4 separate regions of the Mus musculus genome follow, and regions 1, 3 and 4 are each linked to region 2. A link is a contact called in public Hi-C and HiChIP or PLAC-seq data. All regions are on one chromosome and are shown on one strand. The core of a region is the stretch at or near the end of the contact, and the rest is flanking DNA. Distances in the headings are between cores, read along the strand shown.

The links. Hi-C and Micro-C count contacts between places; a contact is called where the count stands out from the background. HiChIP or PLAC-seq counts read pairs in DNA pulled down with a chosen protein or histone mark.
Region 1: a contact with region 2 is called in an H3K4me3 HiChIP or PLAC-seq map of neural tube, with 3 times the contacts expected there. The contact joins the enhancer-like site here to the promoter of C130026L21Rik in region 2. A contact is called at or near these places in 2 of 39 promoter capture datasets (cranial neural crest and neural stem cells), 3 of 484 Hi-C or Micro-C datasets (cerebral cortex and cortical neurons) and 8 of 115 datasets of contacts at active chromatin or transcription factors (craniofacial prominence, embryonic basal ganglia, embryonic forebrain and 5 more).
Region 3: a contact with region 2 is called in an H3K4me3 HiChIP or PLAC-seq map of embryonic forebrain, with 3 times the contacts expected there. The contact joins the enhancer-like site here to the promoter of C130026L21Rik in region 2. A contact is called at or near these places in 4 of 39 promoter capture datasets (the 3T3-L1 cell line, embryonic stem cells, frontonasal cranial neural crest and 1 more), 4 of 484 Hi-C or Micro-C datasets (cerebral cortex, embryonic somatosensory cortex, epidermal suprabasal cells and 1 more), 3 of 115 datasets of contacts at active chromatin or transcription factors (embryonic basal ganglia, embryonic forebrain and forebrain) and 2 of 9 other capture datasets (adipose tissue and liver).
Region 4: a Hi-C map of embryonic fibroblasts shows a contact between it and region 2, with 3 times the contacts expected there. The contact joins the enhancer-like site here to the promoter of C130026L21Rik in region 2. A contact is called at or near these places in 4 of 39 promoter capture datasets (the 3T3-L1 cell line, cranial neural crest, hippocampal neurons and 1 more) and 7 of 484 Hi-C or Micro-C datasets (the 3T3-L1 cell line, cortical neurons, embryonic fibroblasts and 2 more).

The regions. Positions count from the first base shown.
Region 1 is chr5:111,768,216-111,771,846 of GRCm38.p6, reverse strand. No RefSeq gene overlaps it. Among named protein-coding and RNA genes, the nearest start is that of E130006D01Rik, 8.3 kb to the right of the region's middle. Within about 2 kb of position 1,381, at least 85 of the 459 cell types and tissues checked have an H3K27ac peak or open chromatin away from gene starts, as enhancers often do. A contact at or near this core is called in cerebral cortex, craniofacial prominence and neural tube, where this site is marked.
Region 2 is chr5:111,579,970-111,583,444 of GRCm38.p6, reverse strand. C130026L21Rik (RIKEN cDNA C130026L21 gene) reads right to left here and starts at 1,884. Exons shown (of 4, transcript NR_015546.2): 1 at 1,575-1,884; 2 at 1,149-1,266; 3 at 935-1,024.
Region 3 is chr5:111,723,560-111,727,215 of GRCm38.p6, reverse strand. No RefSeq gene overlaps it. Among named protein-coding and RNA genes, the nearest start is that of Gm36481, 18 kb to the right of the region's middle. Within about 2 kb of position 2,330, at least 65 of the 459 cell types and tissues checked have an H3K27ac peak or open chromatin away from gene starts, as enhancers often do. A contact at or near this core is called in cerebral cortex, embryonic basal ganglia, embryonic forebrain and 2 more, where this site is marked.
Region 4 is chr5:111,798,236-111,801,853 of GRCm38.p6, reverse strand. It overlaps Gm36535 (a long non-coding RNA gene), which reads right to left. Exons shown (of 2, transcript XR_003955955.1): 2 at 1-983. Among named protein-coding and RNA genes, the nearest start is that of Gm36535, 6.7 kb to the right of the region's middle. Within about 2 kb of position 1,658, at least 175 of the 459 cell types and tissues checked have an H3K27ac peak or open chromatin away from gene starts, as enhancers often do. A contact at or near this core is called in embryonic fibroblasts, myocytes and second pharyngeal arch cranial neural crest, where this site is marked.

The DNA of each region.
Region 1 (3,631 bases), core at 132-2,631, 190 kb before region 2:
CTTCTTCTTTCTATCTTTATCACTTTCCCAGTCACAAAATCAATTAATTTCCTTCATCCCTTTTCTTTTTTTTTCTTTTTCTTTTTCTTTTTCTTTCTCTTTCTCTTTTCTTTTTTTTTTTTTCCTTTTTTCTTTTTTCTTTTTGTGACAAAGCATTGCAGACCTGGATAGCTTAGAAGGCCCTGTAAAGTTGTGCGTCTGAACACGGACACCAGCACTGACAATGTTTGGAGAAGTTGGAGTGTCTTGGAACAGGGTCTTGCTGTGCATCCCAGGCTGGCCTTGAACTCACTGCAACCTTCCTGCCTCGGCCCCCTGGTGTTGGGATTGCAGGCATGTGCCATAACACCTGGCAAGGGGACTGGATTGGAATCTTCCCTGGCTATTCCTGGGAGTTGTGCCTGTGGAGGGGATTCAGAGGCTGGCCATGGCGACGTGTTCAGCAGGATGCTGAGTGGGAACCGGTACACATCAGGCTGGCTCTTGTTGAATGGCATTGCTTTACTTGGGCATTGTAAAAATCAAGGAAGAAAAGAAATGTGGGGCTGTGAACACAGCCCAGGAGCCCCACCTTCCCCATCCCAGGGACAGCCTCAGACATGAAGAAGGAATGAGGAGAGCTTTGCTCCTGAACAAACTTGCTGGCTGTGCAAACTTCTGTAGATCTTTTGCCATCTCTGAGCCTCAGCTTCTTCACCTAAAGATCGGGGAGGGGGGCAGATACAATATCTCTCTCTGGCTCCCGAGATCATTTCTGTGGAAGACTTGTACTGTCCTGGACCCCACTACACTCATTATTCCCTTGTGTGGGATTGCTTGGTGGCTGAGAGTGGGTTTAAGGAATTGACTGGCCTCAATCTGCTAAGATGCTGGGCCACCAACAACCCTCCCATACACACACAAGGAGGATCCCAAAGATAAGATCCCCCTGTCTCCAAAAGAGTGGCTGCAATTGCCACAGCAGTGCAGAAGGTGCAGAGGCAGGAGTTGCGGTGGGCTGTTTTTTGTTTTTGTTTTTGTTTTGATTTTGTTTTGTTTTGTTTTTCCTTTCATAAGCTTAGGCTTCCAGCAGGAGTCCAGTCCCTCCCAGAATGTGAGCCAGCTAGGTTGGAGCCTGAGAAGGACCCCTAGGAAGAGAGCCTTGTAGGGAGGCACAGGATGCTCCCCATGGAAGCTGCGGCTGAGGCTCCCGCAAGCCGGTGTGGCAGGAAGCCCCGTGCGCCCCAAAGGTGTTTGTGTAAGGACTGAGCCGAGGGGGCTGCTGTGATTGCAAGAGTCCTGAAATCTGAGCCCGCCCTGCCACAGTCACGGGGTCACCAAACCCAGACTAAATAGTCTGGCGGACTGCTCGGCTGTCTGGAAATGGCCGGGATGGAAGGAGTCAGGCAGGGAGGGGCTGGAGTGCTGTTGCCTTGCTCAACACTGGGGCCTGTGTCCACCGCCACCCAAGCCCCTCCCCTGCCCTGAAGCCCAGCTATGAATGCGGCCTGAGTTTTCTTATTTCCGTTCTACTTCATAATGGTTGAGAGGAGCTGGGGGTGGAGGGGGGAGCGTGCGGGGCAGCTCTCTAACTTGGGTTGCCTCTGCTCCCCTGCACCAGAGTCTTGGCTAGACAACACAGTGATTTCAGGCCTGAGCCAGACTTTTACACTCAAAAGCATCCCGGTACTGCTCTGTTGTCTTTGACTGATTGGCAGGGGTGCCTGTGGTTCCGTTTGGAAAGTTCAGTACCTGAACTGGAGACCTTGGGACAGTGAACCAGTGTGACTGATCTAACACGTGCATGATCACTACCTTAAGTTGATCTTTCAGAACTCTCTCTTAGAGGCCAGGTGACCCCTGAAGTCACACAGTTGGGGAATATCCATGGTAATGTTGGAATACAGGCCTAGTCCTAAAACTTAGCACAGTCTCATGGCCAGGATGTTAATACATGAGATGTATAACTAGAGGCTGGGACTTCAAATAAAGAAATCTCAGCATATCTACCAGATGAAATATAATATAGCCGTTAACAGGGAGGGAACTACGTGTCATGTGACAGTGTGGGTGAATTGTGAAGAGCTCATGCTGAGTGAAACAAACTAGTCTTGAAAAGATGAATATGGTGACAACACTTACACCTGGCCTGGAGTAGAGAAACCCAAAGAGGTGGAGAGTGGACCAGATCTGCCATGGGCTAGGGAGGTGGGATCGGAGTTATTGCTCTCTGAATACTCAAGGGACGTTCAGGAGCCTTGTGAATAGGTGGTGGCAACCTATACCACCGAGCCACACTCTAACTGTGGATTTTATGTCTGTCTTTCCATCACAATGACATCCCTGTTTAGGGTTCCTGGGATGCCCCAGCCTCAGAGCTGCCAGGGCCACTAACTCCAGTCCCTGTGTTTCTCTTCTGTACTCTGCTGTCTCTGTCCACCAGAGTCCTGCAGAGCCTTCTTAGCTGGGAGGACACCGTGAGAATGGCAGTCTTAGTGCCCTGAAGTGGGCAGCACCAGGCCTTTCTCTCTACTGAGGCTAGAGGCTGCACCAGGAGTTCCAGTGGACCAATCCTTTTCTGAGTCGTCACCCAAGCTAGGGAGCAACTGTCCTATCCACCCTATCTCCATCCAACACTGAGTTCCTGGAATTAACCCAATAAACTGGCTGGTTCTCTAAGTGGTGGAGTCTTCTCTTTCAGGGACAACAGAGGTTTGTAGCTGAGTGTTATGTGGCCTTTTAGAGAGGTATGAATCGTCAAGGTTGCTGGTCACTTAAGCACGTGCCTTCAGGAAAGGGGACTTCTTCTGGGGACAGGCAAAAGCTGAGCTGGCCAAAGTATGCTTGGAAACTCTGGATTTTTGCAGTCTAGCATGTGTTGGTGGTGGCCAGCTGAGGGACGAAGCACAGAACTTTAGAAGGTTCTAGAACTTCCCTCTAGCAGGCTGAACAAGGGCTTTCCGTGTCTTCCAGATGTGGATCCAGACTCTATCCTCTCAGCTGGTTTGATCCAAGGGCACACTGCACACCAAGCAGACCAGGACTGGGGTCCTTTCCCTCCCACAGAACCTGGCACGGTGCAGGCAGCTTCCTAGGTCCCTGCAGTGCTGGCCCTTGAATCTCCTCCCTTCCATACTTGGGATCACCCACCTCTGTCCCTCTGCATCAGCCTCCTGAAGAGCCAGGGAATCAGAGTTGCACGAGGGTACATTTCCTAAAGCCAGGTACCGGATCTGATCAACCCTCAAAGATGTGAACAGCTTGCCAGGCACAGGGCTGGAAACAGAGACAGAACAGGGCCTGTGTAGGTCCAGGAGATGCCCTTGCTTCATGGGCTCCACTGTTCAGGAAAGAATCAAGGAAAGATCAATCAATGTGGACCGCTCCATGGCAGGTGTTTCCCAAACTTCCTAATGCTGCAACACTGTAATACAGCTCATGTTGCAGTCACCCCCAACCACAAAATTAATTTGTTGCTTCTTTATAACTGTCGTTTTTGCTACTGCTACGAACTGTAAGGTAAACATCTGTGTTTTCCAATGGTCTTAGGAGACCTCAGGGAAAGGGTCATTTGACACCCCCCCAAGGGGTTATGACCCCACAGGTTAAGAACCACACTCTTCTAAAGGAGACAGAAAGACAGGAAGGCAAA
Region 2 (3,475 bases), core at 635-3,134:
GCATGCAGTGCATAGACAAACACAGGCAAAATGCCCATACACATAAAACAAAAATAAATAAATCTTTAAAACAATGCTGATCCTTAGGCACCAACCTAATGAGCTGGAACCTTTAAGGCCCTCCAGAACATCTGCATTCTCATGTGCTATCCCAGCAGTCTCTGAGCCCAAAACCCAGTCTCTTTTTGTTAGTCAGGAACCAGCAGTCCAACTGAGCCAAGGAGCAAGCTGCCAACAAGCCGTCCATATGTATGCCCACAGACCAAGCTTGCTCTTGGTCCTTGAGGTGGGGATAAGCTCAGCCTTTCCTCCAAGACTCAAAATCAATCAATCAATCTCTCTCCTCCACCACCTTCCTTGGCAGTTCCAAAGAATCTGAGCTGACCCCATCCTTTAAGCCCTGCTAAGTCATGGTGACCCTGTTCCTCATGGGCTGCTGAGTCACCGCCAGAAACCTGTAAACTCAGTCCAAGCATCATTCACAGGAGGTAGGAGATGCAAGAGCATGAGTTAGTTTTTTGGTTTTTGTTTTGTTTTGTTTTTTGAGAGAGAGAGAGAGATCTGTATGACTGACTTTGACGTTTCTGCCTCTGGCAGCCATTTATTGTCTTGTGAGGTAGACAATCGTCCAACTGTCAACAAACACACATCATCAACATCACAGCTACACATCATCATCTTCGCTGCACGTGCCAGAATTCCCATGGAGAGGCTGGGAGCTCCCCCAGCTCTGAGTACCCACCACACAGGGGCAGACAATCCTCCAGTGTCCCAGATAGAGAATCTGGTGAGCTGAATGACTGGCCCCATGAGAAACTGAGACAGAAGGAAGAATCTAGAGCCTGTGGGAAGCCAGTGGGGCAAGCCACTGTTTTTTGTCCAGAGCCTCAGTTTTCCCTCTGTAGAATGGGTGTCCACCCTGATCCTGTCTTACCGAATATGATGTCCTGGTGCCATTTCCAGTAGCCCTCCTCTGGTGTCACTGCAGCTCCCTGAAGATCCTATGGGGGAACCAAATTTCTGCCTATTGGACACAGAGTAAGGCAGATAGACACAAGATACGGTTGACTTGTGAGGCCAGATATCAGAAGAACCATCCCAGCCTCTGCCTCCCTCTTCTGGGTAGCTGCAGCCACTTCAGGACCCACCAGAGACGGATGCAGAGGCCTCCACCCACAGAAACTGCACGAGCTAATACCGAGTTATCGCTGCTTCCCGGTAACGAGTCTCAAGTCTCGGGGCTGTTTGTTTCACAGTTACAGACAGCTGACACACAGAGAGAAATGGATAGAAACACACCAAAATACGATCATCAATCCTTGGTATTTACTGTTCCTGGGTGCCAGCCAGACTCTGCTCATGATTTCTGCTCATTCCCTGGGTACACACCAACATAGAGTTGCTTCACAGATGAGCAAAGTGTGCCCAGAAACAGGGAGCTACTTGCCCAAGGGCACACAGCCTGATAGGGATGTTAGCAGGTCTATCAGTCTCTGAATTGCAGCACACTCTGCATTCCAAGCGAGGATATGGACTCCCCGCCACCACCACCCCCGCCCCCGCATTAGTGTTACCTTCTAATGGGGTGTTTTTCCCTGTGGGGAAGACATAAATGTCCGTGTGTCGGCAATCCTTCGGGGCAAGTCAGCAGAGACCTCAGCATCAGGGACTTCTCGGATGGTAGCAGGGAGCCACGTGCTGGAGAAAAGCCCAGACCCTGGAGGGAATCTCAGGAACTTAGCAAGGATGGCTGGGCTGCTGTCTGCCGGAGCCGCAGGGGTTAAAGAGAAAGGCTGGTTTGAAGAAATTCTCTAAGCTGGTGTTAGATCAGGAGGAGAAGGCAAAACGCTTGTAAATTCCACCCGGGGAATTGGGCCCCGAATCGGCTCACCTTTCGTGGACACCCCCGCAGCCCCCGCCCCGCCTGAGAGGACAGCTGACCTTTGGAGGGAAATAATGAAAAGAAGAAATTCCTTGGAGAAAATAATGTGTCCGGGCCTCAGTAATGAGATCGGCTCCTTTCATGTTGCCATGGCGACGGCAGTCATCTTATAATACAAACCCATGAATGGTCCGGGCGGGCAGCCTCACAGCCGAGGGGCCAGGGAGGGGGTTAGCCTCTTGCAGGCTGGGGTCAGGGGCCACCGGGCCTCATTTCCCCGAGATGCAGCCTGGCTCCGGGGTCTCCGGGGCTGGGGGCTTGGGCCTAGCTGACAGTTGCACCACAGCCCTGGGTTCACGGGAACTTTGCAGCCTGATGCTGGCGGCACCTTCTTGGCTAAGCAGCCGCTGCAACCCACATGCGGGGTTACTCTGCAGCTGCTGCCTAAGGGAGACACGGGAGCTTCACTGTCAGATCAGGAAACTGAGGCACAGGTCGCAAAATGAGCTCCTCCTGGTTCAGTTCTTAGGCCACAGCTATGTGTGGTCCAGACCACTGTTGGGCCGGGACCTCTCGGCAGCAGGGAAGTGGTTAGAGGCTGAAAAGATGCTCCTCTCAGACTGACAGGACTATGGAGGACCACCTGTGTGTGAAAACACACTGGGCTGGGCTAGCCTGGTGGCAGAGCACCATGTGACACTCATAAAACCCTGGGTTCCATCGCCCAGAGCCTCCCTATGATTGACATCTGACAAGTTACAGCTGCCGTTTGTCAGTGGAATGGGGCTGGAGAGCTCAGTGGTCACATAGATTTTTTTTTTTCTTGCAAGCATGAGAAGGCAGAATGGATGCCCAGAACCCAGGCAGGACCCAACGCAAGAACAAGGATTTGCCAGCCCAGGGATCTTGCCCAGTGATGGGAGGCAGAGACAGGAGGGTCCCTGGAAGTTCTATGGCCAGCTAGCTAGAGTACACACAGCACATAAGAGGACCTGTTAAAATAAGGTTGAGGGTGAGGATTGAGACCTGAGGTTGTCCACTGATCTCCACACCTATGCCACAGCACACTTACACACGTGAACACACACATCACACTCATATACATACATACATACATACATACATACATACATGTACGCAAATGTTTAAAGTGTGTGCATGTATGTAACAGCAGGAAGGATGGTGCACAGGGAAAAGTCTCTGTTAGAACTAAACCAAAGTACAGTGTAAGCCTCAGCAGCGTGGTGCCCACACCCCTGCGCTGCCCTGCACTTTGCGTGGGCGGTGCTCTTCCTTTAGGGTTGAGGGTACTCTGCCTAGATGGGTTATTGCAGCTCAAGGACACTGCGGGAGACAGAGAACACTGTCTGAAAGCAGACTCACGGGACACACAGGTGAGGCAGGGGGTCTTCAGGAGGGAGGCCTAGAGGAGAGTGGCAAGAGAGGAATGGATGCAACAAGGAGAAGAAGGGAGGAATCAGAGAGGAAAGAGGAGAGGGAGGAGGAAGGGGAGGAGGGAGAAGAGGAGGGAGGAGGGGAAGAGGGGGAGGAGGGGGAAGAGGAGGGGAAGAATTGGGATAGGAGGGAGAAGAG
Region 3 (3,656 bases), core at 1,081-3,580, 140 kb before region 2:
TGTGTGCAGTGCCCAAAAAGGCAAGAAAGGGGCATTGGATCCTCTGAAACTGGATTTACAGAGGGCTAGATATAGTCCTTTCCCTCTCATTGAGTCTGAAGGCAATGGCAGCTCAGTCTATAAGCTGACAGTTGGTCATGGACTGTGACCCAAGGCTTAGAGACCATTCCGAGAGCTTCCAGCCCCAAACCTGTGAGGACTCAGATGGACCAATAGAGCAGAGATGGAGGTCAGTCATCCAGTCTGAGAGGAGAAGGGATGGGAGAGAGGAACCACTGTTCCTCAGGAAGGAACACCACGTGAGAGGACCAATTATGAGGCCTGACCATTCCTGGATCCCTACCATGTGACTGGCCAGCTAACTTAGGACCTCCAAGACTCAAACCCAGGGAGACTCCAGTGTGGTGTCAAGAGGGAAGTTTTACAAAACCAAGTCCCAAACCAGGGCTGGCATCTTGTAGACTGGAGTGGGAGTGTGCTTAGAATAATGGTGGGGTTCCTAGACGTGCCTGTTGTCTGCTTCAGTTTCTCTACCATGGAATGAGGTCTTTCGGGACACAGGGCACACATGGTGGGGCCTGAGTCTGGTTTGTCACTGACAGAGGATATTTATAGACACTTACTAAACGACTAGCTAATGGGACTCAAGTAATGATCTCTTCCCTGCCCATTTGGCCTTGGGAAGCAAAGGTCTTCTAGTGGGATGAAGACTACCCCAGCCCCAGGCCCAGCCCCAGCCCCAGCCCCAGCCCCAGCCCCAGCCCCAGCCCCAGCCCCAGCCCAGCCCCAGCCCCAGCCCCAGCCCCAGCCCCAGCCCCAGCCCAGCCCCAGCCCCAGCCCCAGCCCCAGCCCCAGCCCCAGCCCCAGCCCCAGCCCCAGCCCCAGCCCCAGTCCCAGCCCCAGCCCCAGCCCCAGCCCCAGACACCTAGCAGCTGGGGAACCTGAGGATATGATTTTATTTAGAAAAAGGGTCTTTGTGGATGTCATTAGAGGAAAAGGCAGCTTGGGCCAACAGGCAAGAGACACTTGTGTTGCCAGAAATGACAGAGTCCAGGACACCCTCCTTAGAAGTCTCAGGAGAGCAAGGTCCATCCACACCTTTAAACCTTGAGTTCCAGAAATTCGGGAAACACATTCCTGCCTGTGCTGAGGAATTTCCTTATAAAGCCTTAAGACACAAATGCAGAATGACGGCTGACGGATGTGACCTGAGGACTGGGGGACCTAGGAGCCTCCCAGAGTCCCCCTTGGTTGTCGTGTGGCCAATTCCAACAAAGTGGCCTCTGTTGGCTCAAATGAACGGGGCAGAGGAGACAAGGAAGTGAGGATATGAGTGCCCAGATCAACCTCCTGTCTAACCTTAGCGAATGCCATCTCCTCGAGGTCTGGACACAATCGCGCGGGCCCCTGGCAGTCAGTCCTTTTCATCATGTGAGGTCTGCAGCCCTGAGCAACAGACTCATTCAGAGCCTCAAATAGCCTTCAGCTCCCAGAGCCTCCGACTTGCCAAGGCTGCATAGATACAGCCAGACCCTCCACAAGTCCCCTCACCCCACTGCCCAGGTGCTGCCTGGCCAACCTGCTCCTCCTCGGGGCTGCACCCGGGAGCTCACTGCAGACTCTTCATCTTCAAGGAAACAGAAAGCACACTCTTCACCCACTATAACTTCCCAAACAAACTGGATTCCTATAACCATAAAACAAAGCCCAAATGAGCTGGCCCTGGCCCAGGAGGGAAGGCGGGAGGAACCCGGGTGCCGGAGGGGCTGTTAGTTGCCAGGCTGGCTGCACGGATTTCGACACCTCAGCCTTGCAGTCGCTTAATATTCCAATGAGCACCCGAGCAAGGCATTAGGAGCGAAGGAGTGCATGAACGCCCTCAGAGCTGGGGGAATATTACTCACCAGGTCACGGTCGGCTGCATAAAATACAACCCTCATATATCATTATAACTGCCAGCCAGCGACAGTTATAATTGAGACGGCAATAACTAGGAGAGAGTTCTTTAATTTAACATCCAATTATTACAAGTTATCACTTCTTAATAAATGTAATATAACAGACAATCAATGTTGCATGCGACGGCCCAGACTGCAATGGGACGGGAAATTTATATCCTGGGGAAAGAAAAAATATACTGTGTGTAGTGTGCGTGCGTGCGTGCATGCATGCATGTGCGTGCGTGCGTGCATGTGTCTGTGTGAGTGCTTCGGCTTTCTAGTCTGTAGAGCTGTGAGTGTGCCAGCTATCTGGCTATAAATAGCTGGGTTTGCCTAGGCAGCTAGCATCTCCACATTTGCATATGTACAATAGCCCCAGGCCAAGGGAACGGGAAGAATGAGAAAGGGGAAGAGATTTCTTCTCAGGGCTGCAGGCTCCTCAGAGGAGCTGCAAGGGGCAGCAGGGCCCAGCGGGCACAGGGCCCAGGGTGGCAGCTGGGACAATTACTCTGAGCCTTAACCAGGCCGAGCAAGTTTTTTTTTTTTTTTTTTTGGATTTAAATGTTGGGGTTCTTTTTCTGTTGTGTGTTTCTTCTGTTGGCCAGAGAGAAAAGGAGCCCTTTATGAGTGAGCAGCCTGGCACCTCTTTGTATAGTAGAAGCATCGGTGCATCCAGCACCCCCATAAATGAATACAAATGACCGGCACCCTAGGAAGGATCCCATGTCTTGTGGCTAAACTTCCACGGGCTTGTCTTCCACTGGATGGCAAAGCTCTGACTCTTTCCCTTAGACTCCTGTGCCATTGTTGGCCCCCTTGTTATAGAAACATGCTCATTTGTATATCCATCCACATGACTGATTTCACCGGGAATACCTGCCATTCTTGACATCTCCACTCTCCAGTGAGTAGGGTTGCTTTAGTCTGGGGACACTGGACACAGGGTACTGCTGTATGTATTTGGGGACTGTGGGGGCTTCCCCACATTCTTGGTGAATACCAAGAATGAGCCCTGGGGATCACTCAGGGTCCAAACATTTCTGCTTCGGTTCTAACAAATGACTACTTTTGCCAGTTTTCCTATCTATCGGCTGTGTTCCGGTTGCTCTGTTTTCTTTGCCAACATTTGGTGCTGTCAGGTTTATTGGCTTTAGCCACTCCAGGGGGCACACAGTGGGAACCTATGCCAGAGGACACACAGTGGGAACCCATGCCAGAGAACGCACAGTGGGAGCTTGCTGTACTCCATCAGCACTTCCCTGAAAGCTTAGGACATTCCTCACTTTAATTTAATGGCTTTCCCTGTTTGTGTGGCTTCCCTGTTAAAGCGTCTGTTTGTTTAATGGTTTGCGTGTTTTCTATTGGGTCCTCTGTTCTGTTCTCCCTCCCACAACCTTAACCACTCTCCCCTTCCTTTCCCTTCTCTGTTAGGGAAGAGGTGGTTATAAATCTTGATAGAATCTATGGGTTATTTCTTGTTCTATGCAATTCAAAATGGTGATCATCTCAAAGGTGGTCTTGATGATCTCTGTGGAGGAGCAGGAGAGCAAAGGGGATATATTTGGTTCACTGGAACTCACTGCCATGGCCCTGTGTGAGGGGAGCTGCCCATCTCCCTCAGTGTCTACACACCCACCTGTGGTCTGGCTCCTCGATGACCACAGGTGACAGAGCTGAATACAAGAGGTGCCGCTCCCAACCCCAAGGAATACAAAT
Region 4 (3,618 bases), core at 409-2,908, 220 kb before region 2:
CAGCCCCCAAAATGGTAATGTTGTTGAATGGACAGTCTCCAGCATCACCTAGGAGTCAGACCTCTGGGCCTGTCTGTGACGGAATTTCTAAGGTTAGGTTAACTGAGATGGGAGATACACTCTAAATGTGAAAACCACCATCCCTGGGCTAGGATCCAGGCCTGGATACAAAGAAGAAATTGAACTGAGTACCAGCATTTGTGACTGTGGATGCCATGTGTGGTCTGCTTTCTCATGCCTTGTCTTTCCTGATGGGCATGATGTCCTCAATCGGGGACAGAATAAAACCCTTCTCCTTCTGATGGCTCTTGTAGGATATTTCTTCACAGCAATGAAAAAAAAAAACAAACTATTCTAAGCTCTCTAGAGCCCTGCCCTTTAAGCTTCCTCACTACTGCACCAGCCATCGGCGCTGGAAAGCATTTGTCCCAGGGCCTTTATTGTGTGCAGAGGAAACCTCAACCCCATCTGAGACAGGCTTGGTGATAATGCTGTTCTCAGAGGAACTGGGGTCCATGAGACACAGCTGGGAACATGTACTACAGCAGGAGAATTGGGGGAACCCTGAGACACAGCTGGGGACACACACTGCAGCAGGGGACATGGGGACCCTGAGGCACATCTAGGGACATGCACTGCAGCAGGGAACATGGGGTCCCTGAGGCACAGCTGGGACATGCACTGTAGCAGGGGAATTGGGGGACCCTGAGCCACAGCTGGGACATGAACTGCAGCAGAGACAGGCTTGGTGATAGCTTTGTTCTCAGGGGAAGTAGGGTCCCTTAGGCACAGCTGGGGACATGCACAGCTCCAGCTTGTCTACCCTCGATCCAACTTACCATGTGGCCGATGGAGAAGCCTAGAGGAGTATGGAACTCGGGCAGAAGCCAGCTTCTCTCTGTGGATCTGAGCTTCCTGACTATTGATGTCCCCGAGCTTGAGACTCAGTTTCCCCACTTTCAAAGTAGAGACCTCCCGATGACCTAGGAATAACTTCCGTGTACAGAACAGTCGACACTTTATGAGGTGACCCTCACAAGCCACTCAGCACAGCGCCCCACCATGGCAGTTGGGGGACACACACTCTGTAGCATCTATCTCGAATGAGCCCTGTGAACAACCTGGTTCATGATGACAGGATGCAGCCACCATGCGCAGGGTCCCTGAGTGAAGACGTGACAGAGTTGAGCAAAGGGTGTGTCTGGAGCACAGCGGACGCTCTGCGAATGAGCACTAACATCCGTGTCAAGTGTTATTAATTGTTATCAACATCACAGACACTGCTGACATCTGTATTGGGTACCTAACATTCACAGTCTAGGAGAAATGATCTCTGAGTTCCTGACATCTGGGGACTCTGCACATCACAGGGGAGAGGATGCTTCCATTCAAGGGGTTTCCTTCAAGAATAATGAGGCCATCGTTTGATGGGTCAAACACCAGGGACCCTGGTATGTGAGAATCCAGAAAAGAAAAGAATGACCCTTAGGATCAGTGTCTCCCAAGCACGGCCAGGGGTTGACTTACACTGTTGATCTGACGCTCAAATGGAACTGGGTGTCCTGTGTTTCCACTTGCTAGACCATAAAACCACTGGTATCCATGACAACAGCTCCTGTAACTTGAGGAGCCCAGTGACTCCCCAGGCTGCAGAGCTGGCCTGCCAAGGCTCTTGGCCTAGGCCCTGGGCTCAGTCACTTCCTGTGGCTGGCTGTCTTGAGCAGGGCTGGGCTTCTCTGCTCAAGTCGCATTAGGCCAGCTGTCTTGACTCCTGCGTCCTGGTGGATTCTAAAGTCTGTGGACGATTTTGTACAAAACTCAGGAACGTGGACCTTGCTGTGTGCACTTCAGGGTCCCAGGCGAGCCACCTGCTCTGGCACACCGTGGTTGGGTCCCCGGGCCCCGGCTGTGGTTGTAATATGACCCAGTCCAAGGCAGACGGGTGCTGACTTGCAGTGAGCAAAGCAGCCAGGACAGAGCAGCGTGGAGAAGGAAAAGAATCCGAGATGAGGCAAGCCTGGCCTCGGGTGACCTGGCCCGAAGGCGGCCAGCCAAAGCTGGGTGTGGAGACCTTCCTACGCACATCCTAGGCTGGCAGAAGGCTCTTGAGGTCAATGCCAAGGTCAAAAGCAGGCACTGAGTCACCTGGAGATGGGATTCAGGACTCTCTGTCCCAGCCCCAGCCTGGCCTCTTTCTCTGGCTTGTTGCTCTTCTCCTCCCTCTAGGCTGCCTCTGCCGAGAGAGGGTCCCTGAGTGGGTCCCTCCAGCCAATACTCTGGAGGCATCCCACCCTGGACTCGTGCTTTTAAAGCTGGTTTCTCTGAGTTACAGGCCAGAACTGGGTTCCCAAGCCAGGCTCTCATCACAGGAGAGGCATGGCTAGTGACCTTCAACTGTGGACCTTATTCAAACAGTGCACAAAACTCTGATCCTAAGGAGAGGCTCAAGCTGCAGATAAAAACCCCTTCCTTCCTTTTCTTCTCTCACTTCTCTCCCTCTGCCTTTCTCCCCCTGTCTCCCTCTCTTGAGGAAGGAAGGGCTCTTAGGAATGAGACAATTTACAAAAGGTTCTGCACAGCCAAGGCATCTCTAGAGCATTCTCAGGGCTCAGAATGATCGGAGGCAAGGAAGGCAGAGCGCCTGGCCAAAGGCCTGCAGCTCCATACGAGGGCTCTGCCGTGGCTGTGCAGCCTCTAAGGGTTTTGCTCTCCTGGTTTGGTTTGGATTAGATCAGAGGGGCCAGTCTGGGGGCCTAGTTGAATATCCCTGTGCTAGCCCATCCCTGAGAGTGCTGGTGCTGGGACATGGAGAAGAACAAAGTATAAGGACCCATAAGGACCATCCATGGGTGTAAGTAGGAGGTGACGCCCGCTGGGGAAGCCCCGGGGTCGGTGGGAAGGCACAGTATAAATGTGTCCATCATGGGGAGGATACCCCACCACCTTCCAAGCCACTAGAACCAGGAACCCACTATGTTGGAGGAAAGAAACTTTGGAATCTTCTGTGGGTGCAAGGCAGAGTCCTGGTCCCCTTCCTCTACTGATTCAGACTTAGACTCACACTATCTGTCTAGAGATATAACATATCGGCCAGTCTTTAACAGACATTCACGCTGCCCTGGTGTGTAGAAGTGTTTCCAAGCTTCACCTATACTGAGAGAATTGGAGTTCAGAGAAACAGTGAGCCACGTGAGAACACACAGCAGGATTCCCTGGGAACCAGAAGACAGGACAGGCTTGTTCTGGAGTGGATGGATGGATGGATGGATGAGTGGACACAGACAAATGGATAGATGGATAGATAGCTAGATAATAGGTGAAGAGATGGTAGATAGATGATAGATTAGATAGATGACAGATTGATAGAGGGATTCATAGATAGATAATAGATAAATAGATACATTATGATAGATTAGATAAATAGATGGTATGTTGATAGATACATAGATAGATGATTGATAGGTTGATAGATTGATAGGCAAATACATAGGTAGATGATAGAGATAGATGGATGGATAGATAGATAGATAGATAGATAGATAGATAGATAGATAGATGATAGACGATCGACTGATAAACACATAGATGATCAACAGATAAACACATAAATAGATGATA